2 separate regions of the Ovis aries genome follow, and region 1 is linked to region 2. A link is a contact called in public Hi-C data. All regions are on one chromosome and are shown on one strand. Each heading gives the region's core, a stretch centred on a gene start, on an enhancer-like site or on the middle of the called end of the contact. The rest is flanking DNA. Distances are from core to core; before and after follow the strand shown. Region 1 has its middle 16 kb from the start of GRXCR2. Region 2 holds the start of KCTD16 (potassium channel tetramerization domain containing 16).

Region 1 (4,471 bases), core at 837-3,336, 1.9 Mb before region 2:
TTGTTTCTTCTTACATACTTAGCACCTAGAATAATTTCAAACAACTAGTAGGTGGTTAGTAAATATTTGTTGAAGAATGAATTAATTTTTTACAGTGAGTTAGTATGGAGTCACAAAATCAATGCAGGGGAAATCTATCTGTATTGATATGGAAGGATCTCCATGTTATCTTTTTAAATTCAGAAAAAATAATATATTTAAACATAAATGAAATTATATCTGTATACATATGCATATCTGTATGTATAACTTCACTTGTGCTTAAAAAACAAAACCATCTGTTTGTATCTGCATATACATGTATGTGCATGCTTACATGCTCAGTTGTGACCGCCTCTTTGCGACCTCATGACTGTAGCCTGCCAGGCTCCTCTGTCCATGGAGTTTTCCAGTTGAGAACCTTGGAGTGGGTTGCCATTTCCTCCTCCAGGGGATCTTCTCGACCCCGGGATTGAACCCACGTCTCCTGTGTCTCCTGCATTGGCAGGAGGATTGTTTACCACTATGCCACCTGGGTGGCATGCACGTGTATATAAATGCATAAACTATTGGGAAGGTCATATTCCAGGTATATTAGTAACAGTTACTTTTCAGGTAACTTTTTGGGTAGAGAGAAGGAAACCATTAATTTTCTTCTTTATTCCTTTCAAATTTAAAATATTTATCCTCTAAAAGGCTGTATTCATGTGTCACTTGTGTATGTTTTTCTAAGTTGATATAAATTTGGAAAAAACATGAAATATATGTGCAGAAAACTTAACACTCTTTCTTATATTTTCCCACATCAACTAACCTGGACAAGTTGTTAACAGAAAGGTTTGAAGTGGATGGGGGGTGGGAGGGGCGGTGGGGAGTGTCTCTGACCAGCTGATTATCTGTGCCCACATGAACTGATTCCCCTTCCGAGACCCACGTGCACTCCAGACTGTGAGCTCCTTGGGAGCAGAGCCGTGGTTGTTCACATCACTGATGTAGCAGTGTGAGTGTCTTCCAGCACGAGGCTTTGGACTTGGGAGATGCGAAGAACGCAGTTGTTTAATTGAGGCAACTCTGGGAGCTCAACTGGTAAAGAATCCGCTGTGCAATGAGGGAGACCTGGGTTGGATCCCTGGGTTGGGAAGATACCCTGAAGGAGGGCATGGCAACCCACTCCAGTATTCTTGCCTGGAGAATCGCCACGAACAGAGGAGTCTGGCGGGCTACAGTCCATGGGGTCGCAAAGAGTTGGACAAGACTTCACTTTCACTTTCTTTCAAGCGACTAAGCACAGCACAGCACGGAAGTTTGCAAGTGCGCTCTGGGATGCAGCTTCAGTTCCCCTCCTTCCTGCAGGTGGCAGTCTTCATCGACTTGAGCCAGCCGCGCTCTTTCCCTGAGCAATGATTCTCAATCCGCCAGGCACAATGCCGTGTTCTTCCCGTAACCCTTACTTCATAACATCCCTTTACTATCCTGGAATAAAGTTACTAGATTAAATAATCCTCCAACAAATACATTAATAACTTCGAAAACCCATTCAACACCTTTGCTCTCATATAAAGAGAAATAAAAGGAAAGTAATTGATAATAAAATACTGTGTGTTTTAATGGCAAGTGCTTGGCTATGATTTCCCTAGAAGAAATCACGAAGTCGTCAGATGCTTTACCCATGTCTGGGACCCCTGTGAAAAGCTACAGCTGCAGATGCTGTCTGATGTAGGAGCAACATCTCAATCTGTGAAGCAGTTTTTCAAAACGGTAGGCAGTTTTTGGTAGAGCTCTGAATAAAACAAAGTACAAACTTCTCTTAATCCATGTTCATTTCAGTCCCCCCAAATGTATAGTAAAACCAAGTTTACCAATCTCACTAAAACAAACCAACGAACAGGTTCTAGGCTCAGATAATTATAAACAGGTGTTTTACCTCGGTGATAGTCTGAGCTGTGAGACAGTGTTGTGCAGAACTGCCCTTAACGTTGCAGGATGTCCACATCCCTGTCCTCTCACCCACTGACCTTGGTGTTCTTTTCTTGTGAGTACAGTGCTAAGAAAGCAAATGTTCCCACACGTTTCCATAATGCCCGTTAGGGGGCACTGCTGGCCCCATTAACTACTCTTGCACAGCTGTGCTGTCTTAATAGGGTAGCCACCAGTCGAATGTGGCCAGTGAGCTTAAAATGTGGCTTGTGGGACTGAAGAAGTAAGCTTTTAATCCGATTCAATGTACACATATACTTTTAAACTGATGCTCAAGTCAGTCATTGGAAAAAAATTTAAGTGTGATTGGAGCAACTTGGATATGAATCTACTTTGTCAACTATATGTCTTATGAAAGGGCTTCCCTGGTGGCTCAGACAGTAAAGAATCTGCCTGCAATGCAGGAGACCTGGATTTGATTCCTGGGTCAGGAAGATCTCCTGAAAGAGGGAATGGCTGCCTACTCCAGTATTCTTGCCTGGAGAATCCCATGGACAGAGGAGCCTGGCGGGTTATTTCATGGGGTGGCAAAGAGTCAGACATGACTGAACGACTTGCTTAAAATGTTATGAAGTCTGAATAGTGATAAAATATTTCTAGTTTTTTACTTGTTTCTTTGTTCTTTTTAAATGTTGCTACTGGCAAATTTAAAAATAATATATGTGGGTTACATTACATACATATGTGCATTTCTACTGGAGACTGCTGAGATGGAGAAAATTCAGGACTGTTTCGCAACCTCTGAGAGCGCTTCTTTCTTTCTGTCTGGTAGGAATGAACAGTGAGTCAGAAGTGAGAGAGGAGTTAGGAAAGAAGGTGAAAGTGTTAGTCGCTCAGTCACGTCTGACTCTTTGTGACCCCACCAGGCTCCTCTGTCCATGGAATTCTCTCCAGGGATAGAACCCAGGTCTCCTGCATTGCAGGCAGATTCTTTTTTTTTTTTTTAATTTTACTTTATTTTACTTTACAATACTGTATTGGTTTTGCCATACATCAACATGAATCCGTGCAGGCAGATTCTTTACCGTCTGAGCCACCAGGGGCTGCAGAGGGGGTGGGGGGATCTTTGCAATGGTACAATAATCCCAGGTGATTATTATTTTTTAATGAAGTCCCAGATTTTGGCCTGTGGCTCTGGCAGGGTTGATGTTTTTCCACTATGCACACCCTCTGCTCGGTCCTCTGGGAACCCTCTCATTACTTTCTGACGTGGAGGTTTTGGCCTGTGATACAAAGACTTGTGCCAGCTCTGCTCAGAGGCAATGAGGAAATGGCTCAGAGTATGAGGAAGATGGCTTATCTCTCCATTCCAGTGAATTACAGTTAATACAGGTGGTTAAATTTCAAAGCAAATTCTGCAGTCTCCTCTGAGACAGAGCATAGAGAACCAATCACACGGGTAGCTTAAGTTCCATCGCAGCCTCAGAGAGACCTTGCTGATCGTATATACTAGAGTCTATTGTGGGTTTTAGATTATGACTAGATTTCTTAAAATATTTTCTATCTCATCTTTAAAGAATTGACCTTTCCCCCCCAAGTGGTCAATTTGATGAGATGAGAGAAACATAAACCTTGGGGTCAGACCTGGGTGAGAATAACAACTGACATTTCTTGGCTGTGTGACTCTGAGCAGATCTCTCTGAGCTTCAGTTTCCAGTTTTCTTATCTGTGAAATACCTCTCTCACACATAGCAAATGCTTCATAAGCTGTAACTATTTTTCATTATGGAGAGGATGAGAGTCAAAGGTGGGAGAATTTTTAAGCAGAAAAGCATCTTCCAACAACATCTTTGAGACTTTTTTCTCAGAACACTGGTTTTCTGGAATAGAATTCCAACAATAAAAAGAATTTTGTGGGCACCACATTTTGGAAATGGTGGAGGTTGACAAAGTACATTAGTATATTTAACATTCTCAGAAGTCCTACAGTGAAGAAATCAGTTTAACTTTATTTAACCCAGAATTTCCCAAACTTATTTTATTAGGATTTTTTTTCAATAAATAAATTTTAGCTCTGTGAGTCATACTTTGGGAAATGATGGTGTAGAAGAAAATGTCTTATTTTCTAATCTGAATCCTTAATCTCATACTTTGGTTGGGGTGGTCTCATCAGATTGTTCTGTGATGCAGGGGGTGACCAGTCACTGAACTATGTTCCATATCACCTAGGTCTATAATGAAAAACTCATTTCTGTGAGAGCTTAGAAAAACCTTGTAAATTAAAAATATATTTTTAAAAGTAGTGATAATATGATAGTCTCTTGAAGCATTGCCTTGGAAATTTCTGTTTTGGTTGGTGAGAGAGCAAGGGGGACTATAAACTTGGGTTTTGTTTTTCACATTTTTTATAAAGTTACATGAATTGTCACAACTTTCTAGGCATGATCAATAACTATAATAATCTTCTGCCATAACGATGTTTCAAAAGAAAATGCCAGACGGGTTTAAATACACACACATTCACACAAACACACATACTGTGTAGTAATGCATGAGCAGATTAAACGGATATGTT
Region 2 (4,669 bases), core at 2,138-4,637:
CAGTCCAACAGATTCAGTCACACCTTAACGTGTAGAGACATTTAGATATTTCAATCCTCAAAATTTATGGATTTGCCTTAAAATAAGAATAGGGAAAAGCTGGAAACATATTTCTCATGGAATGCACTTCACCCAGCTCCCAGACCTGTTGAAAATCAGCAGTTCATCAAGCACTGAACTTTACAGACTGACTGATTGCTTTCCTCCCAGAGATCAATGGCTTATGGTTAATTTACAGTAATTCTTAAAATAAGGCATTCTGTACAGTAAATTGTCATTTAAACAACTGGATTGACTCTAAGAAACTCTACTATAAAGACTTCAGTACAATTGTTTCCTTTATTTTTTTCTCTTCTGGTTTCCTCTTATGCCAGTGATTCTATCACCTCCTTTATCTGAAGCTGACTGTGTGTGATTGACAGTTCTCAAGGATTCATTCCTTTTGGGTGAATCCTAAATGCAGCTCAGCTTAATTAAGTCTGCAGTGCAACTCAAATCTCAGTACAAATTGCTAAGGAATCAAATCACAAATTCGTGAACGCCTAGGCAGGCAAATTTCAGACTTGGGGTCGGGGGGAAGGGGTCTTTCATCAGTCTGTACTGCCATCTAGCCAAGATCACGTCATTCAGTGCAACATCCATTTTGCTTTCAACGTCCCTGATGAAAGCCAGTCTTCAGAAACCAGCTTAATAGACTCCAAAGTTCAGATAAGACAACAGTCAGCAGCACTTCAGCCACTCTGAGCCTACCGAACTCCCATGACCCAACAGCCAAGTTCTCATCATTGCCTTATCTTCACAGTTCAATATCTGACAGACACACATATCTATTTTCATTTCACATATTATCTATACCAATATCATTTGTATACTGTCATTTTGAGGCCTTTAAATAGCCTGTGAGTTGATTGGGAAAACAAAAGTTACCTTAGGTAAAACATGAAAGCTGATTATAACCTCTAATCTTCTAGCTATACCTCAAGAGTTAAAAAAATAAAATAAAAATCCCAAACAGCATTCCTTAGACATAGACTGAACACGCAGACCATATATACATATATATCTATTAAACAAATCCATACACATGGAAAACAACAAGAACACTCTGTACTTACGGTAGAAGACGTACTCGGTGTAACTTGACCAGATCTTGTCATCTGTATATTGGTTGACGAAAGATGCTGTCACTGAGGAGTTACAGGCCACCATGTGGAATCCACATTCTGACAACATATCAAAAGCCCTTTCCAGATGCCTGAATTTGAGATAAAATCTGGATGTGTATCTTTCTGGGGCTCGGTCAGGGTCTCTGCTCTCATTCAAAGTTTCTCCAAAGACCTCCTTCGCCAAGGAAATCCTTCCACAAACCAAAATCCGGGGAACTCTCCTAAACTTGGCATCCGCCTGCCCCTCTCTGCCCATGGTGCAGGACCCCCTGTAACCCACAGTAATAAAACCCCACTTGCGGTCAGCAGGGAGCAACGAGGAAGGGGGGCAGATTCTCGTGTCACTTCCTTGGGAGGCATCTTCAAAGTCACTGTGGCAGAATTCATCTGGGCTTTGCTTGATTTCATCGGGGGTCAGGAGTTTGACCAAGTCTGGGAGCTGGAAGTACTCAGCTTCTCTTTTCAGTCTTCCCCTTTCTGGAAAGTGATCAGGCAGGACCACCTGCCTGTCCCTGAGATAGTCCAGAATATAACGGAACAAGAATCCATCTCTGTCAATGAAAAACCTTCCCTTGGAGTCCTTGGCTAGGTCGTTAGCTGTGTCTCTCTTTGGGGAAAACATTTTCCACAGGAGGGAATGAGGGATGCTTATTAATGTGGAATGGCGAGTGAAATAAACTTGACCCCCAACATTCAGCTCCACGACCTCAGGGAAGGAGTTGGGAACTGCAGCCCCTTGTTCTCGAGCATAATAACGACTACAGTTGCCACTCAGAGCCATGGTCCCTTTCTTCTTTCTCTTCTCCTATTTTGATGTGAAGGAGCGATCCAATGGAGTCACAGCCTGATCCTTTGCAGCAACTTATAAGGGAGGGAGAGGATGTTAACTTGTTAAAAACAACCTCCTCTTACCCCAGTTTTTTTTTCCCCCAACAAAGCAAAATTTCAAAGAGTCCACAGGTGAAGTGATGCTACAGAAGTAGTTTAAACCCTGGCAGGTGGTGAGCTATGACTTCATGGAATATAATCAACTCATCTGCATCCAGTTTTCCCCCAAGCTCAGTAGGCAAGGCCGGTCAGGTCCTCAGTTACTGAGAGGTCTGTCTGCAGGAAAAGAGAGAAAATTATTTCCTCAAACACAGCATGAGTCAGAAAAAAAGAGACTGCTGGAGAGAGGAGAGGGAGGTAGAAGGAGGGAGGGAAACTGAAAGGGAGGGAGGGAGAGATTATTTTACATAAGCAGCCCTGGAATTACTGATTTCAGCCATTCTTCAACTAAATCATAGCTTCTTTCAAGGTATTTCGTGTCTACATATTTATCTATATCCCTCTGTCTCCAGCATTTAGTATTAAAAACATTTCTATTTGATTTCTGCATTAAAAATGAATATGCAATTTTCAACTTCTAAAAGGAGATTTATTTTCTTTCCTCAGCTGGAGAGGAAAAGCAATAAGCCCTGGAACTTACCTCAGTGAGTGCTGGAAACAGTTCTTGTGAAGAAATACCCATTTGCAAAGCTGTCCAAATCCCCAGCCACACACAGAGTCTGGAGCTTGTCAAAATCCCAAACAGGTAAAATACAGAGGTATCAATGAAAAGTGCCAGAGAGATGTGCTCTTAGAAAATAATAATTATATATATAAATATTTATATAAATGTATATTTGCGTATATGTATGTATATATTCACTTCCAATCTCAAGTTAAAACAAGTCACAAAAAAGTTAAACCGTGACTAGAGGTGGTTGGATTGAAGAAGCAAAGCAGAGAAAAATATTCAAAGCTTCTCCAGGAAGGAAAAAAAAAAAAAAAATCAAACCTTTGGAAAGAATCCTTAAAACAAAAGAGAGTTGCAAGAGGTACCGGGACTTGGAAGCTTTTCAGAAAGCCCAGAAGCAAGACAGATGCTCCCTGCTGGGGTCCCAGGTAGCCACCCCACCTGCCGGCAAGGGCAAGCGGGCTCCCATGTTCCCAGCCAGGTGGGAGCGGGCGGCCGCCGCGGCGTAGAGATGCCGGCGCGGGGCTCGGGCTCGGGCTTCTCCGGCGGAGGAGCTGGGTGGTTCCACAGTTCCCAGTGCAGTTCGGATGCTGTTGTTTCAGCAGTGCAGGCAAGAAACCATCCAGGGAAATGACTATTACATCATCTTAAAGGAATATGGCTTGGAGAGAGCGGAGGCAGCTCCGAGTCACGTCCGCCTCGGTGGCAGGTCGCCGGGACGGCACGGGGACGCCGCGCTCCGGCCGTGGGCACGCGAGTCCCCCGGGCGCTCCGGGCTCGGGGCGGGGACGGAGCGCGACGCAGTCGCTTCCCTCCTGGTCCTGTCCCGGAGTCTGGAGTTTCCAAGGGCCTTTGCTTTGCCCTTTCGTGCTGTCTCTAGACCTCCACAGCCACCACCATGCCCCAGAAACAACCCCTCAACCCAGATGAACACGGCGGTTTTTCATTTTTAAAAAACCAACAAACAATTCTTTTGAGTGTGCACTAAATTTCTGCTGAAGGGCAAATTACCCCTCTAAAGCTTGTTTAAAAGGAAAAAAAAAAGCGTACCCAGTGACCCCAATGTTCAAGCTACAAAGTGGTTTTTTTCCCCCCAAGAGAACTAAGCCATATTCTCTCAGATGCCCTCTCCTGTTTTTGTTTTTTTTGTTTCTTTCTCTCCATTCCTCTGCCACCCTCACCCCAGCAAATAAATAAATGATGAATATATACATCCATACCTTCAGTCTCTCTGGAATTACTGATGCTCCTTCTCAAGACTATAGGAAGAACTGGTACCCTCAGGAAAAAACAAGGTTTCTATCAGTAAGTCATTATCTTGGCTTCCATGTAAGACATCGTTACCTGCAACTTTTTTCTGGGTCTGTTTCCTTACGAAGCTTCCCTCTGGATGTGCCCCCGCCCCCTCCCATCTTATCCCAAGAGGACTCTAGTGGAAGACACGCCTGCAAAGAGACATTTTACTCCTGTCCCAGAGGGTTCCCTTAAGTGCATCATTAGAGTTTCAGGAAGGCATTTCCAGGGCAACCTAATCCACTAACAAAGTGCTTCCAGTTGATCCTGCCAGTCAATAATGGCCCAGGCAACAGCTTACAGTAAGTCAGCCATTTCCCCTTTCAAACACCAATGTCTTAGGACTCACATTCCTAATGAGAATGTAGTACTTCATCCATGAATAATATATGCGGGGCACACTCCATTCCAAACAACTGCTATTTTTAAAAGATTAAAACCAAAACTGGAGAGAAATGTGTGAATTAGATACATTTTATGGGATACATGGGTTTATTGCCAGCTCTTGCCCCAAGAATTAGCATGAAGATAGACTCAGCAGTAGCATAAAATAATTTCTGATCTAACACTCTTTTCTTTCAATAAGAATCAGGTTACTGAACACATTCAGAGTATTAGCTAACACTCCAATATCTGATTATATTTAACTTTGTTTCTTTAACTAATGTATTAACCTACTCTGGCCTCAATCATTGGGATTTTAATGCTGGAC

The links. A called contact is a pair of places that touch in the nucleus more often than the background predicts.
Region 1: a Hi-C map of skin fibroblasts shows a contact between it and region 2, with 3 times the contacts expected there. The contact joins the enhancer-like site here to the promoter of KCTD16 in region 2. A contact is called at or near these places in 4 of 16 Hi-C or Micro-C datasets (hypothalamus, liver, muscle and 1 more).

Annotation. Positions count from the first base shown.
Region 1 is chr5:54,842,591-54,847,061 of ARS-UI_Ramb_v3.0, reverse strand. No RefSeq gene overlaps it. Among named protein-coding and RNA genes, the nearest start is that of GRXCR2, 16 kb to the right of the region's middle. Within about 2 kb of position 2,086, at least 9 of the 54 cell types and tissues checked have an H3K27ac peak or open chromatin away from gene starts, as enhancers often do. A contact at or near this core is called in liver, where this site is marked.
Region 2 is chr5:52,974,068-52,978,736 of ARS-UI_Ramb_v3.0, reverse strand. KCTD16 (potassium channel tetramerization domain containing 16) reads right to left here and starts at 3,387. Exons shown (of 3, transcript XM_012178675.5): 1 at 2,635-3,387; 2 at 1,116-2,270. The coding sequence starts at 1,947.